Regions from separate parts of the Mus musculus genome. Here region 1 is linked to region 2. The links are chromatin contacts, called in public HiChIP or PLAC-seq maps. All regions are on one chromosome and are shown on one strand. Each heading gives the region's core, a stretch centred on a gene start, on an enhancer-like site or on the middle of the called end of the contact. The rest is flanking DNA. Distances are from core to core; before and after follow the strand shown. Region 1 overlaps Zfpm2 (zinc finger protein, multitype 2). Region 2 has its middle 25 kb from the start of Gm16294.

Region 1 (5,484 bases), core at 85-2,584, 530 kb after region 2:
TATTTAAAGGTCTGACCTTGTCCCATGAAGTCACTGCTCATCCCTAAGGCAAGCACTATGTTCTGATATATGTCTTTGGTGTTTCACTTTAGCCTTGCGAGGACACCAGAACAAGGGAGCAGCAGTCATATTAGAACAACAGCTGTCGGTCATCTACAACTTAGTCTGACTATGGAAACAAAAATTGCTCAAAGACCAGAAAGTGCATTCTAACTTGCTGTGCTGAGAGACAGCTATATGTTTTATTATTTGGTTTGTATTATGTACTACATGTGATTTCTACAAATATATTAGGAAGCCTTTATATGTGTGTCTATATACTCTCATTCATACATGTTTTTAGGGGGTCAAATAGTAAACATTTTATTAGGCTGTCATTGAAACTAAAGTTTATATATTTTAATGGTTTTGTTTAGTGATAAATAGCCACAGAGTGATAGAGCTAAATCCCAGTCTACATCTAACTTATTCAGTTACAATTTTTTTTGTATTGTCAAAATGTGGTTTTCAGACAATCTGCTCCAGACTCCTCTGCTGAGAGGAGGCCTGTAGATTTCTCAGACCTTGATCCAGACCTCCTGATTCAGAAGTTCTGGGGTTTGGGCCAAGAAGCCTACAATTTCCTATTCAGTCCACCTGAGCTATATGTAGCCTCTAATATAATATGTATTAATAAATTATAAATATAATATTATTGTCTTTTCTCTCAAAGACAGAATGGCTAAATTCTCAAGTAGTTTTTCATAATCTGAAACCATGTCCATTTGGAGGTCAGGGAAAAGGGACGCTAGCAGGCAAAATGACTTCTCTTGGTTTGACTTGTAAGAAGTAACTTGTAGCATGTATTCATCTGTTTATGTGACTTTCATTAACATGCATATATGTGAAGAAATATATACGCCCATTGTGTTATACATGATATGTTAGTGTATGTGACTCATATACTACATGTGATAATACTGGGTCAGGTATGTTAATAACGAAGCAGTGCCCCGCAGAGCCCCTCTAACACACTTTCCATGATTTACAGGAAGTCTTCTAAACCTTGTGTGAGATCATGTGTTCCTATTATCAAGAATTTCCCAGAAGGGATGTATTCTCTAAGATCCCTTGATTTAGTCAAATCTGGACGCCCAAAGAAAACATGTAGCTGCCTTGTGTGCTTTTTCACAAGTCTAAAAGAGTCGGAGTGACTTCCTGAGGTTTGCAGTCTCATCCCCTCTCACCGTGTATCAACTCCCTAAGAGTTTTAAAGAATGCAGCACAACAGGGGAGTCACTTAAGGCAGCAAATTCATCTCCACCAATGCTGAGCCTCCTGTGACAATGGATTAATCATCAAAGTCGATTACTCTGTCACATTCTCCAAGGGTGAAATCACACATCTCACCACTGGTGTGTGGAGCAGGCATTGCCTTCATCTTCCTGGCACAGATACAAACTGTGAGCAACTTTTATGCGCTGCAGACTTGGAAGTGCTGATACATTTAAAAGAGAGCTGCCTTTCCAGCATCACCTGCCCTGTGGCTGCTGAAAAATTATACTCCGTGCATGTCTCTCAATATTCCCCACTGATAGGTCAGCAGCTATTACAAAACTGCCCTGATAAGAATCTGCTGGGAGCGTCAAGGATCGAATTAACCCAAATGGAACCACTGAGTCAGAGGAAAGCAAAGAGATGAAGCCGAATGGCTAACAGCTCTTTCTTTTCAGAGTGTTTATATCACAGCCTCCCTTCGTGACAAAAAAATCAAACTCTTAGTCTTTTGTATAAGATTGTGCTCGTCATCCCTGGGCTCAGTCACTTCCATGTTCTCTGATAAGAGCTGCGTTGTCATTGCGTCTAATACTCGTCTTACATTATCTGCGTTCCCCTCCCCTGTTTCCATTTATTTCAACTCCACTAATAGGTTACTCAGTCCTTTACATTAGAAACCATGACAGTGTTTTCCATAGTCTCCATCATACTCACCTTGGGGTGGATATTTTACCAATTCTTGTCAGATAGCTGTTAAATTACGTGGAATGGTGTTCCTAGACTTCGGTGGTGGTTAGGGTTTTGTTTCATTTGTTTGTTTGTTTTCTTTTCTTCTTTTGAGACATGTTACTAAAACGATCTACAGTCTTGCACAGTAGGAAAGGAGGATGGCTTTGAACTTGAGATTCTCCTGCCTCTACTCCTGAACACGAGGTCTGATGGTTCTTTAGATTGGAGTCAAAGCTTCCTGCGTGATGAGTAACGGCTGATCCCCAGAGAAATATTGATTGAATTATTGAGTATTCATTACAGAAAAAAATGTCCATGATTAATACACGAAATCAGAGTATGAGTGAGTGTATTAGCAACACACCTTGAGCTTTGTTTGTTTGGATTTTATTTTCTTTCATGCTTACACAACATAGTCCTTCGGTCTCAGTGCAGCATAAATGAGTTGTAGTTGATTGCATAGGCTCCGAAATGGTCAGTTCTACCTCATACCGTGGGTAGAAGGGAGCTATATTGGACTGTGAGCTCCTAGACTCCTGATTATATACTTACTGTGGAGCCTGACTTTGGACTATAGACAGTAGCATACTGTATAAACATGAATAAACTATACAACTTAATTTTATTATCTGTAGAATAATATCAGCAGGGTCTGAAAACTTAGTCACCAAATATGTGAGATCATAATTAGTCATAGTAATCCTGGCAAAAACATTGGGCCTCAATAAATATGTTGTTCCCTGATTGTAGGTTGGCGCCACCTGGTGGTCGCTGCTCAGCCTCGCTCATGCCTCTAACGGGGTTGAGGGTGTTGGGGCTAAGGAGGAGACAGCTAGAGTCCAGGAGACAATTTGAGTAATCTTTGGTTAGTTGATACCAGGATTTTCTGCCTGATGGAGAAAGATTAGTCCTGAAGAAGAATCCTCACATTTCATGAGAACATGAGAGCTTTACTGTATATCCATTTTCAAGCTGTAGGAAGATGAAAAATGAAGCCATTCACCCATCTGATGGTAGCTGTGTTTATCTAACCATCTGGCACATTGTTCAAAGACATGATTGTACTCTGAAGGCTTGTACTAAAAAGCACAAGTGAAATTATGACTTTCAAAAGGCTTTCTGTAAGTTCAAAGCATTGATGGAAGAAACATAAACAAACAAGTAACGTACAGTTCTCATTTTTCTAGAGGAAATTGTTCAGTGTTAATCATAAATGTAATATAATTTTGTACCTTTTCACTTTATACATATATATTTCCATTGTATTGGGTCCTTGCCTTGATTCTGTCTTCACAAATGTCTTTTCAAAATGGAAACTGCCTTAGTTCAATCTTTGCAATCCTCCTGTTTATTTCCTCACAGTCATACCTCATTGTACTATAAGTTTGTATCCCCTGTCTCGCACATGATTTTTGTCTTCACTTGACAAGACCCAGTTAGTTGTCAAGAACTGATGTATTAAAGATGATCCGTTGATAAAAGTCAGATTCTAGCCAACACCCAGGATCTACTGCTGTGAAATATACTACTCCCATGTCACTCCCATTGCCTAAACTATATGTGTCCCCAAACCACTCTTGTAAGATTGGTTTTTTAGCACCTGTGATGTTCAAGTATACATTGTCTTCAAATCTGTAACAATCTCCCTGATATCAGTTGCAAAGCTTACATATTTACCCAAACACAATTTAACTGACAACTGAGTTGAAGGCAAAGGTAGTAATGTCTGACTTAGCTTTGCCTTCAGCTTAGTCGTCAGTTAAATTGTGAAGTTAGTAATTGAGATGTTTCAAGGTGATAATGTGGTACGTTCATTCTGTGATAGTTGGAAGCATTGGTGGTTCTACACTAGTTCTTTGATATAAATTTGACCACAGCAGTGCACCCCTTCCATGACAAGTCAAACAAAAGGCATAACCATAAATAACTCAAGCTTTTGTAGAGAGGTCCTAAAATGCTCAGTATCATGAATTCTGGATTAGACACGTTTGGGGTAGTTTTTTCACTCCTTTGTTGATTAGCTTTTTGCTTTAGATATATTAATCAACTTTGTAAACCTCAGTTTACACCTATATAATATTGGGATTATAATAACAGAATCTTACAATTTTTGGAGAATGACTTAACATTGTACATAGAAGCATTAATCACCAGTGTTCAATAAAAAAGTAAAACCTATCGCACATTAGTAATTGTCACTGTGCTCTTTAGCAACACTGTTACTATTGTTTGTCTTTACTTGATTCACTGTAAAAGAAACTGATGCTAGATTCAATCAAAGGCAACAGGCTTGGATAGCATCATGGCTAGCAGGGATCTCTGGGCCAATAGGCCCTGTGATTAATATTTTATGACAGATTCTAATCTTGAATTAATTTCAACAGCCTTGATAGATCAACATGAGAAGAGAGTTATTTCATTAGCTAATTTGCATCTAAGAATAATGTGTGCCAAGTCTACATGATTTCCTTTTGACGTCGCAGGAAGCTGGACAGTTTACAAGGACACATTTAAATTATGGAAAATATGTTGACTTTTTTTAAAATGTGAGGTCCTTTAGCAATCTGATATTAGACTGAACTTTGGTAACCAGCACCCTAGAGATGTGTCCAAGGACAGAAAAGCCGAGGCGTCAGCTCTTTCCTGAACACCTTCCTTTCATCATACTCTCTCGGTGCCCTTCACAATGAATGCCCTTCACATATATATCATAGGACTTAGACCGAAGATTCCCCTAGATGAGTGTTGATGTGGGATAAATCTTTTGCTGTTGAAAAGCTTAGTCACAGATGTAAAAGGTTTTAATTATTATTAGTTACTAGGGTTTGTTGCTATTTTTATCATTAATTCTCTAGTGATTTACTACTCTCAATTCCTAATAACTATGTGTCTGCATTATATTTTCATAAACCTTGGAGTTGCAGAGTTGGCTCTGTCATTGCATGAATCCAGCTATGTGCTACATTCCCTAATTCCAATGAACAACTTTACTCTTGTGCCAGCAATCCATACTTCCACCAAAGGATGTAACCTCATTTTTGACCTCAACTCAGCACCTCAACTCATACCCCCAAGCAACCATCTCTCTCCTCAATGGAGGTGCCACTCTAGATAGGCACCTCCATAGATAGATAGATAGATAGATAGATAGATAGATAGATAGATAGATAGATAGATAGATAGAGATGATATAGCTATATACAGATACAGATATTTGTTATGATTGTCTTAGCTTTCTATAATATGTAAGTACCTCAAACCCAAAGTCTTTTCTCATTCCACGTCTCTATAATGCCCATGTAGTATGTTATTAAGGTCAGATCACTTTTTTTCTGAAAACAAAAATGTTCATTATATCAATTTAAACAGTATTTAAATATTGCATGAAGAAACATGTTAAATATTGAAATGAATTCTCATTGTTATGATTTTCTTGTATTCATGCTCTATGCTTTGGTGCCTGCTAGTTTTACACTCTATGAGTTTTTTTTTTTTTCA
Region 2 (4,892 bases), core at 1,027-3,526:
TGCTCACCAAAGCTCCAGGAATGGAGACATTTTAAAGACTTCTAGCTTGCTTTGGCTAGTCACCTCTATAAACACAATGTAAATGCTTCTTCAGAAGTGGCATAAAACATTTTATTATTCTTATAAAAATATTGTAACTGTAATTTAAGAAGGAATAACTAAGAAAATTATGTAAAATTATGACAGCTTAGGATAGATTGTCTACTTCTAAGTTGTTAATGGGTTAACATGAAATTGTAAAATAAAAGGTGGGAGGGCTAATAATTTATCAGGAATGCATTTTGAATTTTAACAGAAAATATTCTGAAAGCAGTTTAATGTCGTATGGTAGGCATTTCATGTATAAGTGCATGAAGAAAGGCTAATAAAATAATGTTTTTAAATGATAAAAATTCATAATCCCCTTTTTATAAGCATGGTTGATATGAGTAACTAAATATCAATTTCCTCTCGATGCATTTTTTCATGGAACAAATCACTTTTTTCCAGAAGAATTCTTCTGGTGACGGTCACATAATGAAAGTGCTTCCCAACAGATAGTCATCACACAGAGCTGGTCTTTTTATTTATTTATTTCTCTGTCTGATTTCCAAAAATGCAATCTGATTTCATGAGGACGTAGGCCAACGGACCAATAAATGACTGTTGTAAGTATGTATCAAGAAACGGTCACCACCCGTGATGCTGGCTTGCCCTGTACCTCTTTCTTTCCTTCTGAGAGCTGTAATTCCAGCACCAGGCCATGCGCATGATCCAGTGCAGAGTTCAGCCCCAGGCAGCTTTAAATAAAACATTGACATTTTGAAAAATGATCCAAGTGTTTCCTTTCTTCACCTTCTATTTTTTTTTTTTTAAACTTTGCCATTCCAGGTAGTATCAAAGAGGAAAAATGCTGCCCCAATTCGGAGGGGGGTATGTCTCTAATCACTGAGTAGATTTCATATTTTCTATGGTATAACAAACAGTTCAATGACAATCAGTAAATACTGTAAGATAAAGTTGTAAATGGACAATAGTTGGGTTTTATTTTTGTTTGTTTGTTTTTTCCTTTTTAATTTTTTCCCCTTTAACTTCATCATAATATACCTTCCTTCCTGAAAACTGAACCTGGGAAATGTAGTGTGTGTTCATGGGCTTAGAATACACACACACACACACACACACACACACACACACACACACACAATGCATCAGCCATTATTGAAGGTAATTTCAAGACAGCAATTGAAGACAATGACTTCCTCTTATTCTAACTTGCTAATTTTATTAGGATTTTATTATGAATGTTTTGATAGTACACACATATTTTACAGCACACCTCATTGTTCTTAAGAGATAAGCAAATTTACTGTGACATTGCATTAGCTTGGGCTGTGTCCTTGTCAAGGAACTAGGAGATGGGGTAGCATATTCCAGGAGGTGACAGTCACAGCCTTTGACCTGAAAATAGATACATTAGATTTAGTTTGTTGGACATAAGTTAATTATCAAATCTCATCATACAAATTGTCTTTAAGGAGAAAAGGCAGCAGGATGTCTCATTTATGCAGAGTTCTCTGCTCGACTCCACCGAAGCCCTTGCTCTCTCCTGCCAGGAGCCACAGCCTCTGATGGAGACTTTAATTCATGGTGATACTGCAGTGCAGTTCATTTCACGATCTCTATTGTTGTGTCCCTGATGGTTCATTCTTCTCAGTAATGGGAATGGCTCTGCTCTATAGGAGGTTAAACATACAGAACCCTCCTGGCTTGCATGATTTCTGACTTCAGTCTAGTCCCTGGCACACAGACAGTGAGAGAAAGGCTGTCATTTTTGTTTTTCCTTATTTCTTTTTCCAGCAAGCAATAGAAGCTAATACAGGATTTTCTCTTAAAGCGGAGGAAGGTTACACACATACATATGACTACCTGTAACTGGAATTAAAAAAAAAAAAAGAAAAAGCTGCACAAAAGGTCTCAGCCTTGTTTCACACGTAACAAATCAAATCATCAACTCTGCTAATCACCAAGTCCCTCAGCAGGTGCTCCTTCAGGGGCGTGTTCATGTAAAACTTTTGTGCTTGTTTGTTTAAAGGCTTCATATAAATTTGCAGGTGATGAGAGCAACTTTCACTCTGATAAAAGAACAGGCCAACCTACTGATTGGAGAAAATTACATGAAGTCTTTTAATCAAAGTCTCTGTGGTCGGCTGTCTGATTTTCTAGGCCAGATGTCAAATGTTTGTCACTGAAGTCGATGTTGACATAATCGCTAGACCAATTCCAGGAATGAGTAAGTGACACGGTAACAATGTTTCATTTCAGCAAGAAACTGGGCCTTTTCTCCAGCCACGAACAGAACAGCAGGACCACTCTGATTCAATATAATTTCATAAACCAACTTTAAATTTTTTAGACTGTGTGTCTTTTGTAAAAATTCTAGAATATAATGTGCAACTGGATAGATTTAGTTAAAGTGCAAAACAAATTGTAATTACCAATTTGTTTATATTTTAAGGATTCATATTCAATCTAATAGATAATTAAGTACTTGTTTTTAACAGATTCGTGGCATTTTCTTTTTTGAAACAATTACAGCCAATCATATACATGGTGCTAGAGCTCCTTTCATGCTGGAGTTATGGATTTTTTATCTGACAGACACAAGCATTTGCCTTTCTCATACGTTCTCTTCCCAAGCAGCAGTCATGTGTGTGATACAAAATAATTAAACTAATAAAATAACAACGTTGGTCTTAGATTTTTCTAAAGTCACATGTCAAAATATTTCTATGTTTTACAGTGATTCACATCTCTTTTCTGGAAAGAATACTGATATTTAGAAGACCAAATATTTTTCTGAAATTCTTGGAAATCAACTTTGGGGTAATTTGAAAACACACTGTGACAAGGCATAATTCAGCCTGAAGAAATTCCAGTGGTGTGGGCCTCTCCCTCTGTGGCACCTGGTTTCATTCCTAAAATTCTCTACCTTCTCCTGTCATGTCATTAGCTGAAAGAGAATTAAAATGCTTAGAGAAATATATCCTAAAGTCTTCTCAGAACTGTGAGTTGCAGAGTGAAGGGCCTTGGAGGGTGTTAACAGTGGCTGGAGCCTCTACTTGGTATGTTCCTTGTCCTGAATTCCATGCCCAACTCAAGGAAGGAAAGAAGGAAGTGAGGGAAGGAGGGAGGGAGGGAGGGAGGGAGGGAGGGAGGGAGGGAGGGAGGGAGGGAGGGAGGGAGGAAAGAAAAAACTAAGACTAACTATATTTCTGTAGGTGTGGCTGGAACTTTTAATGTGTCTTTTATCAAAAAAAGGCACCTGATAAATCTAATCAGTAGTGCAACTCCATCCTACCTTGAATAGCATGCTTTTAAAACATACTCCCTCTCAAAATGTGGCCATGTGCAATGCCTGTCTGCCATCTGACTAGTACATTCCTCCTATCATTTCTTCTGAGGCTATTAGAACAGGATTGCCATGACTTTTGAATTTTAGACCTCAGTCTCATTATCTACTGCTGTGTAGCGGCTCATTGTCAATCTGTAAAACAACTCTCATTTTATTATCCCTCTCACCCACTCTTGGCTGGAGTCTGGGGCTGGCATCATTTCAGAGACTTTCTGAATAACATATCTAGTTGACCTGCAATCTCATCTAAGAAGTCCATAGACTCCCCCTGCAACCTTGGCTTGATCATATCAGACAGAAAGTAGATCACTGTTTCTTAATCTTAATCATAATCATATTCATTTCTACCATGGTCTGTTGGTCAATCATTTAGAGCACCTTAGTTCAAGGAGAAAGGGCATAGATTTCACCCAATTCTTTATTATTATTTTTTTTGTGTGTTTTATACAATGTGTTTTATTGTTTTTACCTTCACTTTCTGCAGCTCATTCCTGATTCACCCTCCCCTCTCCACCCAATTTTGTATCAGATTTTTAAAATTAAACCACAATGCCTACTTCTCTTTCCTCTCTATAAGCCCATCCATGCCTCCTCTCTCTAATTCCTCACAGGTCACCTCTGTCTCCCTTTCAAAATTAGACTTTCCCAGGAATGAGTCCCTTGATTGTTTATCAAGAGAAAGTATGAGCTATGAAATTATACACACACACACACACACACACACACATACACCACAAAACTGACTCAGCATTTTGTATTTATATATTTTGCATATATGCAAATACAAATATACATACTTTGTTGAATGTGTGGCTTACCACTATAGCATCGTCCGTTTGCCAGGGGTATGTCTGTAGAGTAAATTGTCTCTCCCTCTCCTAGCAGTTAATAATTCCCAACATTTCCACAGCTTTGAGTGGGATTGTATATGGCCAGCTTCTCTCTGCAGGCTGGGTTTTTGTTTTTTACATGAAACTGAAATCAGTGTGAGTTCTTCTTTTTGTTTTAATTTTTTATTAGGTATTTTCCTCGTTTACATTTTCAATGCTATCCCAAAGGTCCCCCATATCCACCCCCCCCCCACTCCCCTACCCACCCACTCCCCGATTTTGGCCCTGGCGTTCCCCTGTACTGGGGCATATAAAGTTGGCAAGTCCAATGGGCCTCTCTTTGCAGTGATGGCCGACTAGGCCATCTTTTGATGCATATGCAGCTAGAGACAAGAGCTCCGGGGTACTGGTTAGTTCATATTGTTGTTCCACCTATAGGGTTGCAGTTCCCTTTAGCTCCTTGGGTAATATCTCTAGCTCCTGCATTGGGGGCCGTGTGATCCATCCAATAGCTGACTGTGATCATCCACTTCTGTGTTTGCTAGGCCCCGGCATAGTCTCACAAGAGAGAGCTATATCTGGGTCCTTTAGCGAAATTTTGCTAGTATGTGCAATGGTGTCAGCGTTTGGAAGCTGATTATGGGATGGATCCCTGCATATGGCAATCA

Evidence for each region. HiChIP or PLAC-seq counts read pairs in DNA pulled down with a chosen protein or histone mark.
Region 1: a contact with region 2 is called in a FOXA1 HiChIP or PLAC-seq map of pancreatic cancer cells. The contact joins two enhancer-like sites. A contact is called at or near these places in 1 of 15 datasets of contacts at CTCF or cohesin (the NIH/3T3 cell line), 1 of 484 Hi-C or Micro-C datasets (nephron progenitors) and 1 of 115 datasets of contacts at active chromatin or transcription factors (pancreatic cancer cells).

What each region holds. Positions count from the first base shown.
Region 1 is chr15:41,027,162-41,032,645 of GRCm38.p6, forward strand. The region is part of intron 5 of Zfpm2 (zinc finger protein, multitype 2); the gene reads left to right. Among named protein-coding and RNA genes, the nearest start is that of Gm46502, 140 kb to the right of the region's middle. Within about 2 kb of position 1,335, at least 42 of the 459 cell types and tissues checked have an H3K27ac peak or open chromatin away from gene starts, as enhancers often do. A contact at or near this core is called in pancreatic cancer cells, where this site is marked.
Region 2 is chr15:40,499,730-40,504,621 of GRCm38.p6, forward strand. No RefSeq gene overlaps it. Among named protein-coding and RNA genes, the nearest start is that of Gm16294, 25 kb to the right of the region's middle. Within about 2 kb of position 2,277, at least 4 of the 459 cell types and tissues checked have an H3K27ac peak or open chromatin away from gene starts, as enhancers often do. A contact at or near this core is called in pancreatic cancer cells, where this site is marked.